Linked DNA regions of Capsicum annuum: region 2 is linked to region 1. Evidence: chromatin contacts called from public Hi-C data. All regions are on one chromosome and are shown on one strand. The core of a region is the stretch at or near the end of the contact, and the rest is flanking DNA. Distances in the headings are between cores, read along the strand shown.

Region 1 (4,778 bases), core at 1,888-4,387:
CCGAAGGTTGCATCTGAAGATGATGAGATGGTACAGGTAATGCATTGTTAATACTAATTGGGCACTTTGTTTATGTCAAGGATATCCCTCACTGATTAAAAGGGAAAAAAGGTCAGTGGTTTCTTCCTCCTCTCTTTCGAAATCCGGCTACTGGAGTACAAATATACAATTTGAATGAGGGGTCTCTGTTGTGGATGTTGACATATCTGAAAATCATATGGTGCTTTTGCCTTTGGATACACATCTGTTCTTGATTAGCTTTGGGGAAAGGGGTCTGCATGAATGGAACTATTGTTTCACTGGGTTTGTCCTTTTCCCTATTAGTTTTTCCTATTCCTCTGCTGTACCCACTGTTCCCCAAAATTAAACCTCCAAAGAGGGAAAAAAGAACGCTGATGCAAACAAACTTTTGTGTAGTAGTTCCTTTTCTTTCTTGTCACTCCTGGTTACTTATACTATTATACTTGGTCACCATGTTTTTCTCAAATTTATATTGGAATTTCTTTCATGCTCTTATATTTATCATGGTACGTGTTATTTTGTTGAAGAGGTTATACAAAAGACCAATTTGCTTTGTTATTTTTCTTAACTGAAACCAAGTATATACCTCCAATATTTATCAGATATCAGGAGATCCCGAGGCTTCAAAGGATGCACTCATGCAAGTAACATCACGTTTAAGGGCAAATTTTTTTGAAAAAGAGGGCTCCATGTCTTCCTTTGTGCCAGTTCTCCCCTACCTTCCAATGTCAACAGATTCAGATACCTTGAAATATGAAAGCAGAGATACTAGGAGACCTGCACGTGACCATTCCTACTCAGCTGGGTATGGTGGTACTAGTGAGCTTCCACATGCTGATGGTTTTGGAAGTTATGGTACTCTCCAGGTAAAATTTTGTTTCATTGGTTAGTAGAAAGGAGTTTTTGGAGGTTGCAGTGCTCTCCAGAAGAAGTGGGATTTGTTTGTTTCGGTTGCTTTCTACTACTTTTGTGGAATGTCTATGTGCAGCTTTCGTTATTGATTTCTAATTCCATTTGCAGAGTACTAGCAGTGTAGGGTATGGAGCATATGAAGGATATTCCCCTGCTTATCCAAAAGAAGGATATTCCCATGGGCGTTCCAGTGGATCTGGGTGAGTCTCTTGCCTTCCTTTGACCAGTCTTGAGTAGGTTTGGTGTCCTATGCAGTGTGATACTATGGTCATTCTGCCTATAGATTTTCTTGAAATCTTGAAAGAAAGACAAGAATGAGCTCGTAGTTTCATTCTTTCTAATTGTTTAGCTTATCAAGAAGCTTAATGTTTTGACTACATATAAGGATCTTGCCTGTTTATGTGTCTGACCTAACGGCGCTTGAACTTGTCATTGGTGATTTTGTTCTGCCCATCTGTTGGAGAGGATTTCTTATTTAGCTTCTCTACTTTCAACTGCTCTAAAGAAGTCACAGTTGCTTCTCCAATTATATTCATTGTTAAGTTCATGTTACCAGGTCATCCAGGCAAAACTCTGCTTCCCGGAGAAAAAGTTATGGTTACTAGAGCTTGTAACAGAACCACAGGTAGATCATGAATTATGGTTCAATTGCATTGCATCTTTCATTTAATTCGCTAGTTTTATATACCTAGCCCCAATCATACAAGAATTCTGAACATTTTGGTATGATGACCTAACCTATCTTCCAATTATGAAACTAATGGTATTTTTCCCTTTGTTTCCTTTCCCTCGCTAAAACAGCCGAGTATCTGAAGCCTGAAGCCTGCCTACTGTCACCTTTGATGAAGCCTCATGCCCAAACCAGATGACCAGATGAATGCGGACATCAAATATCATTGCCTACCTTGATGTTTTCCTTAGCAGGACCATATCCGAAGATCTTACCTACTATCGAAATTTGCCATGCCCTGACACCATATACTTCCAAGCTCATACTCTTATGCTTCCAAGAACCTGTGTAGCCAGCGGCCTCATCCTTTCTTCCCTTTTGTAGTTGTACTATAGACAAATTCAACTCAGAAATCTCGGCCATGTGTCCTGATGTCTTGTTTTCGGTTTATTATTATATGTATGAATCTACTGCTAGTTGAACATGTCTATTTGATGCTTTAGACCTGGTGCCGATTTTCAAGCGTCTTTCTGGTTTTGATTATGGTGCAATGTTTGGTTATGAGACCTTTCAAAATATTTTTGAAGTATTGCTATGTTAATTACTAGAAAGCCTAAATGTTTCTTCATTATCTGTGATAATATGCAATATGCATACATCTCTGTAGACACTGGATATTCAATGCAGTTATATGTATGATTTAGTAGTGCAAGATGTATCAGTACTCACCAAAATGCAGTGATAATTTTCACTGGCTTTCACTGGAATCTGATAGCTTTTGGGGGTACGGGTTGGAATTAATTGAAGCAGGTAAAAATCTTATGGTAAGTCTCACATTCTTATCATAACGTGCTTACTTTATTGCAAGCAATCAGCATGTTAAGTGGAGTTTACCAAAAATATGCTCTCATACTCTGTGTTTGTTGGATGAGAATGTTGTTTCAAACTCTGCTTCAATCTGAAGTTAAGCCATCTCTTCTTTGTTCTGTTGGATACAGTCAGTATGTTTACTTCTTTTGCTGTTGTCTTTCATTATTTCTCCTTATGCAATGCTCCATCATTTGTTCTTTCTTATTGAGAGTGGTGGGTTGGCTGTGTCTTGAAAAATAGGCCGGTTTAATGATACGAGACTATGAGAGGGTACTTGTTTGCAAAGACATGAAATCATGCGGTATGAGAAGTTGATCTCCTGCAAGTACTTGCACCAAGTTTAGCTTAGTAGGAGATGTTGATATCCTACAACTGATCATGTCAAGTTAGAAGTTGCTAAAATAGAGAACTGTATAATTTTTGTGTTACGTTTCTTCCCTCCATCCCTAGTACATTTTCTTTAAATTCCCCCTGGTTGAGGGTACACAGGTCTGGAACTTGTTCTAGGTGGTGGATTGATTTGATTCTCGACTGGAACTACAACAGTTGCAGCAAAGTGCCCTCCCTGTATGATCCAGTTGTTTTGTATGCCAATAGATCTTTGATTGTACATTTTATTTGTATTCTTTTGATGTATTAATCAAGTATTTGTACGTACAACCATTTAAACTTAATATCTTGCGTAAGATTGGGATGTAATACATCCAAATGACGACAGAATCTAATTGTAGGGCATTATCGTACATCAGAAGGTAAACCTCGGTGGTTAGGCAATTTATTACTTCATTCTCGAAGATATACAGGAGTCACGAACATGCCAATTACGTTATGGCTTATGATAAGTATGATGATCGAAGAACGGCTGTTTGACTACTAAGAATCATAGTATCTCGTTAACATTAATTATTTTGATCTTTTTAAACTTGGCTCCCAATAACGTAGAAAATGTGATGTTATGTCTCTTGTCTTGTGGCCTCTCACTATACCATAAAGATGAGGGAAAATTTTAGTGCCGAAGCAAGAAGAGATGGATTATGTTCGACGGGTATGAGAGTTATGGCTCAAAAATATGCTATAAAAACAAATTTCAAAACCATATGAGCTTTTTACAAATAAGAAAGGATTCTAATGTTTGGATTTAACTGCATTAGAATGTATATAAAACGAAGCATGATTAGATACAAAAAAGGATGTATATGCTTTTCGGTTTTATTTCTTGTTGCTCAAAGACTCGATTTTCTCCGACTTTATGATACAAAATCAAATTCATTTTTTCTAAACTCTGTATTAAGTCAAATGCTAAACATATATGAATTAAAGGCTTGTGGTGAGTACGGAAAGCAAGGTGAAGTGCAACTTATAGCCATTTTAAGGATTTCTGTTTAAAAACTACTTGAAATTTACGTAACTTTACAGATTCGCTGGTTCAAAATTAACTTCAGGTTCCAAATATGACTTCACACAACTTTGGAGTAATCTGCCAAATTTTATTTTTGCACAATTAATTCGCAAAAAGATTTCAATTGAATACATATACTAACTGTTAACTTAAAATGGCATGATGTAAACTGAAAGTTCATGAGGTTTTTACAACTGGAGAAGCTGCAGCGTACTCTGGGTGCATATGAAGCCGATGAGTACAGGTTATGCTTTCAGTTATGCCTTGAAATGAAAAACAATTCCAAATCCTCTTTTTCTACAAGCAAGGAAGCTGAACTTATAAGATGGGCTTTATCACCCCTTACAGCCCATCATCATAGGCCACAAATCTCAAACATAGAACTTTGAAGAAGCCCAACAACAACGACATCGTACATCAAGAACAGAACTAGTAGACTGTTGTCCCTGTAACTCCGACACATCCCGGCCGTCGGTCGAATGCTTCAAGCTCTCCTTAAATTCCGTAAACACAGACAGGCTAATTCACTTCTCTTTCACCTTTCTTCTTTTCCCAGAAAACTTCAACTTCAATACTTCCATCCACTTTCTTCATCTTCTACAAAACCAATATATACTAGCCAATTAAGCTTTTCGGATAAAAAAGGTGAGATTTTGTACAACCCCATCATTCAAGATTGTCTTCTTAAGTTATCTGAGATCTCCCCTGCAACTGTTCGTAGATTTTGGAGAGTTACTGTGTTGAGTCCCAATGATTTTCTTGAAATTTTGTTGGGTTTTGAAAATGATAGTGGAGTTCTTGAGGTTGAGGTTAAAAAGATTGAATCTTTATGGGGAATTTATATATGGGCTAGTAAGCAAATTAGGGACTTTAGGCATCTTGATAAGGCATCTAGGATTATTGCAT
Region 2 (4,113 bases), core at 855-3,354, 970 kb before region 1:
TTGATTCATACAGCCGATCTGAAAGCATAAATATTACCCAAATACTCTAAAACCCTTATTTTGACACCACTTGCACTAGGTGAAGGTATATATTGAAATAATCTCATTCACAAATTTCTCAATACTTACAACCATAAAGACATGTCTTTTTATTTTTATAGGTAAGACACACCTATTACTAGGATAGTTTTTCATCATTGTATTTTTTTTTTTATTCAAACTAGAGAATATCCATAAATGCGCGTCTATGTTATTGAATAAAAAATTTCTTTTCTCATAAGAGGCAGCCCAAGAACCGCCATGCGTTCAGGTGAGAATATTCAAGGAACAACATTTCCTTTTTCTTCGGAAGTGGCTCAAGGGGCCCCTTCCTTATAGTCAAGTCACAAGTGGCTCTCCATTTCTAGGAAGATTGTGTCCAGGATCTCTGTCATTTTGTTGTGGTTTGTCAGAAGATGAAAAGAAAGAAAAATGAATCAATAGTGTTGAAATCCAGATCCAAATCAGAAATGGTTGCTTGGAATGGGAAATGAAAGAACCGCATCTTGCATTTTCCACACCAACCCGCCATCCTTAACTTGAGTTTGGATTCTAAAAGCTGAGGCAAAAGAAAATAGTCAAAGGGGATACACAAAACTCTTGTTTCCTCCTATTTTGGTTAAGAGCTGAGTCATTGATGTCTCTAACCAGTCTTCTTCTTCTCCACATAAACACTCGCGGAAAGAAAGAGCATTAAGAAAATGTGAAGAGATCATTCCAGCTTCAGTTCAGACAAGACACCAAATTTTTCAGCTGGGACACATTCTAACCATAATATCTTGAAATTTGGCTGAGAGTGTAAAGTTGAACCTCAATTAAACTGAGAGTTATGGACTTTTTTCAGACAAACTGATAAATAAAGTTGAATACTTTTTGAGAATATATCCAAAACGTCTATCCTATTTTAGCTTGAAGCATTACAGTATTTTTATCCTCGGCTTAATTAAGCTTCAGAGTGATAAGGCCCAAAACAAATTTCATGCATGCATCCCTTCCAAGTGATCAAGCAAACTATGGGTTTAAACCATTCATTTAATCAATTGACTTCATCTCAATCCCGAACTGCTATATATATCTCTATATCCCATCCTCTTTAGTCTCTATATCGATTTAAACCATTATAAAATAAAAAAATATATATTTATCAGATCGCATGGATGATAGACCGTCCGATTTTATAATACAACGCAAATGTTAATCAGACTTTTCATAATATTATTCACGAAGCATAGCAACAGCATAATAAGAGGAAATGATAACTAACAAGACGTATGAGCTGGAAACACAAAGCATACCGGCATGAATAGCAACGCTTCCATCGGAATTCAAAAATGAAGCATATTTAACACCTGTAGAACCCTTAATCTGTACATTTTCATCATTAAAAGCCTTATTTTCCACCACTGCCGCCACCTCCTCGTCACCTGCGGTTATACCAACCGCAGTAACTGCAGCGGAAGCGGAGGCGGATGAATCGACAGCATTAGCCGCCGGAGTGAAATCAGGAACGGCGTTGTTGTTAGACCAGGAAGCCGCCACAATTTGAGCTACACCGATGTTGCTGCAATTCCTCCGAGCCTTAATGCTTAGCTGCCTCACGAAGTTTGGAGGAAATCTGAAAATCAGAGAAGACAGACCATAAGCCTGAGATCGGCTACTCCCGGACTTATCCTTACCGGAGAACCGAACGCCGGCGGTGGCGTTGGGACGTGGAAGGCTGCCGGAGAAATCGGGTTCGGAGCGGCATTCAAATGACGGAAATGCCCTAGCATAACTGGACACTGCCATTGGGTTTTTGTGATGATTTTGGAATTTAGAGGGTCAAAAATGTAATTCTCCGACGGCCAATTGGCCTTGTCTTTCTCTGTGAATGGAGAAAAAAAAAATGAACGGAGGCTGAGGGATTTGGCTTCCACACAAGTTTAAATAGTCGTCACAATCCACAAGTAGTGTACTTTGTGAAATGCACGCGGTTGAGATTTGTCGCATTATTGAAAAGAAAATATTACTGTACTTGAGTGGTGGGGTCCAAAACACTAAATAGTTGATAGGTAAATGTGACCATTCATCAACTTAAAAGGTCATTTAGCCAAGCAATTTACATCTTAAATTATTAATCTGTTCAAAAATTTCTTACTTTGAAATAAGCTAAAAAGGAATCAAAATTCAATTCATCTAGCTCTTACCAAATTAACATGTAGTACAAGTCCTAAATGGAATTGACATCCTTTTAATCTATTAGTCTTTAGTCTTTAGTCTTTACCTATATATTTGGCCTAAAGAATTGGCACTACGTAATTTTCTTATCTGTGTATATTCATTCCCTGAGCAAAACTCGGAGAAAGAATATCTTTCTTGTTTTGCTTATTTCGAAAGTGAAGATCCTTAAAACTACGATTTTTTTTATTTTTTTTTTTAAATTTCGTTACTGGATATTCCTAAAGTTAGGGATCCAGTTTTATGTTATCCTTTTTATTCAGAGAATATTAATTAAAATGCTTTATATATCTCTTTGCTTATTTTCAAGTTCGATATCCCCTAAAAATATGGGTTCAAATTAGTATAAATATGGGTTCAAATTAGAATTTGTTTTCCTTATTTCACGTACTTGCAGTAGTATTAATTTTTATTATCTATAATCTATATTTATATATATTATTATATATATATATATATAATATTAAAATTATATATATAATATATTAAAAGTGTTAAGAGACTTAGAAATATTGTTTGAACTTTTTGCCCTTCATTTAATAAAATTATCTTTACATTACTTTTTTTAATATTTAAGAATTAAAAATTAATTAAATATATTTATGTTAAAACATTTCGTTATTAGAACTCCAAATTCCTAATATTAAGAAAACAATATAAATAGTGATTAATATTAATTTATATAGACCCTTGGAAACATTTTACACTTCATTAAAATACTCTTCTTTAGACAAAATTGTCTTTTCATTATTTTTTTAATTTGTTATTTAATTTTTTTTATTATATTAACTAGACTTCCTGGAATATATCAGACTCCTAAAATATATGGTATTAGAATTAATTAATATTTTTCTTTCTACTAAACTTCCTAAAATATATATATGGGACTCCTAAAAGAATTAATTAATATTTTCCTTTATACTGTTCAATTAGAAAAATATTCTTAAAATAGAACTCTATTAAGAAAATACTTTTATAAATTAAAATAGGACTCTATTAAGGAAATACTTCTATCAATATTTGGTGGATGCTTGATTTTCTAACCCCCAACTTCTTCACTATTTTTGTCAACCCCCAACTTGTTCACTATTTTTGTCAGTATATATATATTTTCCTTATTTTCATTCAAAATCATTTTTAGGGTCAAATTTTTGCTCAGACAAAAATTAATTGGATCAAAATTGAAGCTTTGTGATCACTATTATATTTTTTTTTATAGTTTACAAGTCGTAGATGAATGTCGGTTGACTTCGAAAAATTTCTTCTCTAAAAGTTATGTTTAATTGTATTGTTTTAATATCTTTATTATGTTATTGACACTACTATCAATAAAAGTAATGCATTATTTTCACCCTGAACTATAAATGAAATTGTTGAAACACACTTCAACTTAAAGGTAGTCCTGTTACCTGGACTAATTAAAACTGTATTTTTGGCAATCTTAAAGCCTATGTGGCACATATATGGTACACTGTGTGAATCAACATACTCAAAGTTCACGTAGGCACAAACTGTATTTTTGGCAATCTTAAAGCCTATGTGGCACATATATAGTACACTGTGTGAATCAACATACTCAAAGTTTATGTAGACACACGTATGCGCCACGTAGACACTTAAGGTTGCCAACAATATGATTTTAATTAGTTCAGAGGTAATATGACCCCTTTAAGTTGGGAAATTTCATTTATAGTTCAGGATTTACTCATAAAAGTATTATCTTCAACTTCATTATTATATCATAATTTGTGTAGGACTCATTCTACATATATTATCCAATACATCTTATACTAAAATATATATGCGCATACGGACCAATGGATATTAATGCAATTTAAGGTATACATCAATTTATTA

Evidence for each region. A called contact is a pair of places that touch in the nucleus more often than the background predicts.
Region 2: a contact with region 1 is called in a Hi-C map of leaf, with 2.2 times the contacts expected there. The contact joins the promoter of LOC107858737 here to the promoter of LOC107858738 in region 1. A contact is called at or near these places in 2 of 5 Hi-C or Micro-C datasets (leaf and placenta).

Annotation. Positions count from the first base shown.
Region 1 is chr2:95,293,163-95,297,940 of UCD10Xv1.1, reverse strand. LOC107858738 (pentatricopeptide repeat-containing protein At5g15280, mitochondrial) reads left to right here and starts at 3,137. Exons shown (of 1, transcript XM_016703514.2): 1 at 3,137-4,778. The coding sequence starts at 4,352. LOC107858739 (KH domain-containing protein HEN4) reads left to right here. Exons shown (of 8, transcript XM_016703516.2): 4 at 1-36; 5 at 624-887; 6 at 1,042-1,133; 7 at 1,490-1,558; 8 at 1,735-2,128. The coding sequence ends at 1,538.
Region 2 is chr2:96,258,536-96,262,648 of UCD10Xv1.1, reverse strand. LOC107858737 (cystathionine gamma-synthase 1, chloroplastic) reads right to left here and starts at 2,104. Exons shown (of 11, transcript XM_016703513.2): 1 at 1,335-2,104. The coding sequence starts at 1,827.